2 separate regions of the Mus musculus genome follow, and region 2 is linked to region 1. A link is a contact called in public HiChIP or PLAC-seq data. All regions are on one chromosome and are shown on one strand. The core of a region is the stretch at or near the end of the contact, and the rest is flanking DNA. Distances in the headings are between cores, read along the strand shown. Region 1 holds the start of Stpg4 (sperm tail PG rich repeat containing 4). Region 2 overlaps Gm30938 (a long non-coding RNA gene).

What was found. HiChIP or PLAC-seq counts read pairs in DNA pulled down with a chosen protein or histone mark.
Region 2: a contact with region 1 is called in an H3K27ac HiChIP or PLAC-seq map of embryonic stem cells, with 8 read pairs. The contact joins the enhancer-like site here to the promoter of Stpg4 in region 1. A contact is called at or near these places in 3 of 39 promoter capture datasets (liver, macrophages and pre-B cells), 1 of 484 Hi-C or Micro-C datasets (the G1E-ER4 cell line), 2 of 115 datasets of contacts at active chromatin or transcription factors (CD8 T cells and embryonic stem cells) and 3 of 9 other capture datasets (adipose tissue, liver and pancreatic islet).

The regions. Positions count from the first base shown.
Region 1 is chr17:87,426,406-87,429,212 of GRCm38.p6, forward strand. Stpg4 (sperm tail PG rich repeat containing 4) reads right to left here and starts at 1,336. Exons shown (of 7, transcript NM_029298.1): 1 at 1,175-1,336. The coding sequence starts at 1,258.
Region 2 is chr17:87,469,697-87,472,503 of GRCm38.p6, forward strand. Gm30938 (a long non-coding RNA gene) reads right to left here. Exons shown (of 4, transcript XR_385891.4): 3 at 2,001-2,095. Among named protein-coding and RNA genes, the nearest start is that of Gm30938, 3.5 kb to the right of the region's middle. Within about 2 kb of position 1,370, at least 23 of the 459 cell types and tissues checked have an H3K27ac peak or open chromatin away from gene starts, as enhancers often do. A contact at or near this core is called in the G1E-ER4 cell line and embryonic stem cells, where this site is marked.

The DNA of each region.
Region 1 (2,807 bases), core at 86-2,585:
CTTGAAAAACCAAAAAAAAAAAAAAAAAAAAAAAAAAAGAGAGAGAGAGAGAAAAGAAAGAAAGAAAGAAAGAGAGAGAGAGACAGAGAGAGAGAGAGACAGAGAGAGACACAGAGAGAGAGAGAGAGAGAGAGAGAGAGAGAGAGAAAGAAAGAAAGAAGAGAAAGAGAGAAGGAAACAGATGGATTGGGTATGCCTCAGTTTCCCTGGGTTTCCTGTCTCGACAGCAAGCACTTCATATAAACTTTTGATGACCTCAAGTTTTCTTCAGCCCCACTGTCCACAGAACCTGGGTGTTTGGGTTTTCTTTTTGTGCTATTACAAATCATGAAAATATCAAATTCTACTTTCAGTTTATAATATGAAATAGGGAATCTCAAGCAAGAATACCCAAAAGAATAATTGGTAAAAATGGCAGATGCGGCCCACCCTGTCTTCTAACTGAAATCAACTCCGTGAGTTCTGTAGTGCCACTGTGAACTACGTACATTCCTCTCAATAGCAAAAGAGTTTCCATGGTTTGATGCCATGCTAGACATCCAAATCAGTCTCCTCCCACCCAGCACACTCTTTTATTAGATTCCTGTTGATTTCTTAGTTGCACATTTTGCAGTCAGAAAGAAATTTTTCTCAGGCAGGTCAAAACAGGTTTCCCGCATCCTGCTCCAAAGCAGAGAAGGGAGGTAGGGCTGGGACGGACTGTCTTGACGGATTGACAAGACCAAATGAGCTGTCCCTTTGACCCAGACGAGCGGTTTATAATCCAACCACCTATCATTTTAGATTCACTTTAAAGGAGAACGTAAATGATAGGCTAAACATTCCTCATCCGATTTTTTTTTTTAATGTACTAAAGTAGGGAAGGCAGGGCAGGCAGAACTGCAAACTGCATTCTTTAACAGAGGCAAGCGAAAGGATGAAAATCTAATCCCTCTATTGACGCTAGTAAATTGTGGCGGGGAGGGTAGGGGTGGAGAAAGAAGGTAAGGGAAGTGGCAGAGAAAAAGAAAATCAAATCACAATCAAATAAAACAAAGAATCAGGCAGCTCCAGACTCGATAAGAGTCTCTCGGCAAGAAGGCTAAGCAGCTCGAGGGCCTGAAGTAGGGACGCGGAAAAGGCTCTGGGCTCCCTGAGCCCCGGCTGCGGAGCCACAAGGGGCAGGCTACCCTACCGCAGTCATGAGGAGCGGCTCCCCATGTCCCAGGTCTTCTCTTGGTACTGTGGTGGGGGCTATGACAACGGTTGGCTCGGCCATTGCGACCTCCTCTTGCCACGGGTCAGTGCTGGCAGCCGCGGAACCGCTAGGAACCGTGGCCACGGGCCGATTGATTCCAAGCCTGCGCGCGTGAAAGCCTCGTGCAGAAAGAATCCTGAAGGTCACCTCCAGTGGTGGGGACAGGGAAGCGAGGCACGAGGCAGGCATCAGCGAAGCTGACTCAGTAGACGGTCTTTGAGATGGCCATGTGTGTGAGTCATAAAATATAGGGGACTGTGAAGTTGCCCGAGTTCTTCGGTGTGTATAGACAGGCACCCCACAAACTCGACCATTCCCTCACCAATCACCATCAACCCCACATCCTAGAAGGAGAAACTGGTAGCATATTTAGCTTTAAGATCCCATTCTATCAAAACAACTTTGGGTTGGAATCGGGGCAATCCTGAACACTAGGCTAGCCCCTTGGCTATGACAGCAGGCCACCTACCCATCTCTTCCATAGGCCTTTTGCCCAGTGGGCCTCTCTGACCTTTTTGGCTGTAGCTTCTCAACCTAGAAAAAAAATTTTTTTAAACAAATAGCTTTTTAAAAAAATTATTTTATGTATGTATGTATGTATGTATGTATGTATGTATGTGAGTACACTGTTGTTGTCTTCAGACACAACACACCAGAAGAGGGCATCGAATCTCATTACAGATGGTTGTGAGCCACCATGTGGTTGCTGGGAATTGAACTCAGGACCTCTGAAAGAACCATGAGTGTTCTTAACCACTGAGCCAGTCTCTCTAGTCTCTTCCTCCCTCCCTCCCTCCCTCCCTCCCTCTCTCCTTCCCTCCCTTCTCTTTCTCTCTCTTTTAGATTTATGTATAAGCACTCTATCTGCATGTACACTTGTGTGCCAGAAAAGGGTATCAGGTTCCATTACAGATGGTTGTGAGCCACCATGTGGTTGCCGGGGATTAAACTCAAGACCTCTGGAAGAGCAGCCACTGTTCTTAACCACTGAGCCACCTCTCCAGCCCCAGAAAGATTTTTAAAAAGTTTTTCAACCTTATTTTCCATTTACGCTTCAGGCAACCCTCACAAGGCAGGCATTAATTGGTTCCATCTGAAGAATGAGGACAGCTTCCTCCGACAGTGACACTATGACACCCGGAAGCCCAAGAATTCAAACCCAGCTCTGGCCAGCTCCAAATCGTCTCTGCCCTCAACAGCATGAGGTTTTGGTTTCTCACCACCAACTTTCAAGAGTGAGTACACTCTGAGATGACCACCAAGAGCAGCAGCAGCAGTGGAGTACAGGCAGCTGGAGCCTAGAGGATGATGCGTGTGCTACAAAGGGCATGGCTGGAGAAGTGACCCAAGTCCTTGGAGGAGCCCAGAAGATCGTGAGTTGGATCCCAGACATTGGATGGTTGAAGATTGACTTTTGCTTTTGATTGTGACTGTGCCCTGATATTTTCCCTCTTGAAGGAAGAAACTGTTTTAGTGGAGCCCACAGTTAAGAGACTTTTAATTGTAAAAAGACTTTGGATTTTAAAAGAGATGGATATTTTAAAGAGATTGAAATTTTAAGAATATGTAA
Region 2 (2,807 bases), core at 120-2,619, 43 kb after region 1:
GGGGCAGGCAGATCTGTCTCGCTGAGTTACAGTCCAACCTGATCTACATACTGAGTTCCAGGGCTGTATAGTGAAACCCAAACCATACATTTGCAACTATAAAATTCATGTTTCAGCTATGGGAACTACACCCACCTCTCCCACCACCCCTCTGCTGTGTGAACCAGGTCTACCTATCATCCTTCTCAAATATAGATTCCAAAATGCGGCCTTAGTCCAGTCAGCTATTATCTGGGTCAGAGCAAACTGTGATAAACAGCTACAGGGAGCCACCTCCTAAGGTGCAGTAAGACATTTACAGACAGGAATGTTTTACGCTAAGTGCGCACCTCAAAATGCATCTACTGGTCATGCTGGGAGGCCTACACTCAGAGGAAAATGGACAATAAGAAATGTTCTCAATGAAGCAGAGAAGTAAATGGAAAATGTAGGATACAGTTAACCCAGCACAGTCACTATGGAAGGCAGCTTTGCGTCCCTCCATAAATAACACATAAATAAATCTCCACACTCTGACAACTCCATTGCTGGGTATAAAACCTAAGAGAACTGAAAGCGGTTAAACAAACTTGTTTACAAATGTCGATGTCTACATCATCCACAACGGCGGAAAAGAATGAACAACCTAAATGTCCATCAAGGAATCAGTGAGTGACAATGGCCATTCAGTGGACTATTGATTATAGAGAGAAGCAAATACTGGTAGATGCCAAAGTGTAAATGGATCATGAAAACAGGAATTCAAGGCCAAGGGTTAGGAGCCCCGCCCCGCCCCGCCCTGCCCCACCCCGCCCCACCCCCATCACATGCAACTTCAGGAACAGAAAGGCAGAGGATGAGGAACGAGGAGGTGGAGAATGACAATGTGTACAGAGGTGTCACTGCAGTTCAGAGCATGATCTGCTCAGTCCTGGAGACCCCCAGGAGACCGCCAGAGACCACAAGGCCAATGTAGGCACATTAGAGTTCAGACTTGAAACACAATCCTCCCCGCAAGACCGATTAGGAATGCAATGCTCAGGTCTAGGGGCTTAGGGTTTATATAGGGGAAATGCACAAACAAGCTGGGGCCTTCAAGAACTGATAGCGTTTTGTTTTTTGTTTTTTGTTTTTTGTTTTTTTTTCCCAGACAAAAAAGAGAGACCGTATATCTAGAAAAGGCCCTCTTTGACCTGGAAAGGAGTAACTCGTTCTGTTATCAGTGGCCGGCCAGTGCGGTCTTTCCTGTTGTTGCGAGCTGGCTGTAGCTGTTTTTGACTGCTGGGAACGCTCGGTTGTCTCTTTCCCAGAGCCTAAGGGTGGGGGTCTTATCACTTCAAGGACATTAATTCTCTGCTTTCTCCAAAAGACAGGAGATAGCGATGCTGGAGGGAGAACTGGCTGCACTGGGGGTGGGGAGAGAAGGGTGGCTGCTGTTGCCTGACTGCCCCAGGGCTTACACTGAGGGGGAATGCTGGCTGCCTTTTGTTTCTTTAAGCATATGGCTTCAGAAGACAGGGGTTCAGACCCCAGCATCCTTAACAGGTGGCTCACAGCTATCACAAACTCTAGCACCCAGGCATTCAATACCCTCTCTGGCTTCTGTAGGGGCCAGTATCTACATGATGCTCATACATGCAAATAGACACAAATACATACATACACACCAAATAAAATAAGTCTTAGTGGATAGAAGATCTCCATGTGGGACCATTTAAAATGTTGAGCTTGGGTGTATGTTAAGCCTGAGAATCACAAGAGAAAGACCGGTTCCACAGATACTAGAATCCTAATCTTGTAAGTCATAATAAATCTAAATCCTCAGTGGATTTACCGTATAAGCCAGGAGACACTATCACTATCCCTGTCACTATCCCTGTCACTATCCCTGTCACTAACCCTGTCACTATCCCTGTCACTATCCCTGTCACTATCCCTGTCACTATCCCTGTCCAAAAAGCCCCTAACTCTCTCCTGCTTCCTCTCTTCCTCCATCCAACCCAGAAGTCCTGCCTACTCACCCAGTGATTGGTCCCTTTATTCATTGGGGGTGGGGTGGAGTTCACAAGAAGTCACCTGAGTATGCGACTCATCCGTTTGGTCCAGACAACCCTTCCTGAGAAAGCAGAATTAACATCAAAATACAGGCATCACCAGGGCCATTCACAACAAAAGGGCAAATCCATTAGACTGCCATAGTTTTCCATCAGGGCCAATCCGGGACAAGCACGCATCCTAACATATTTCCTGCCTCGGTACCTCCTGTCTACATGTGACCAAGCACATCTGGTTGGTGCAGTTGGGTCAAACAAACTTGTTTAGGGGAGTGAAAACATGAACAATACCCCCTCCACCCCCGGAATTCAGGAAGTGTCTGCCTTTGGGCCAGTGGTTTACAGGTTAGAAGTATTTTTATTCCATGGATTTCTTAGGCACAGTAGTTAACTCTTAAAACGTAAGCTGGTGATCATGTGAAGTGGTGCACACCCTGAATCAAGATCTCAAGATCAAGGCCAGTGCGGATCCTGTCTCAAAAGAACCAACTAACCAACCAACCAACCAACCAACCAACCAACCAACCAATGTCTGTAACTGAGAAGCAGTGATAGTTATATGCCATTTGAAACAGCAGGTATCTCCTGGGCTCCACACTTTAAACTGGCCAAAATGATAAATGTGGGTTTTATCACAATGGAAAGGGGAGAGGGGGCCTGCAAGATGACTCCCTTAGCAAAAGCATTGTTCCCTCTCTGGGGTCCACAAGGTAGAAAGAGAACTGACTCTTGTCCTTTGAGTGCCATGCATCTCTCTGTCTCTGTCTGTCTCAG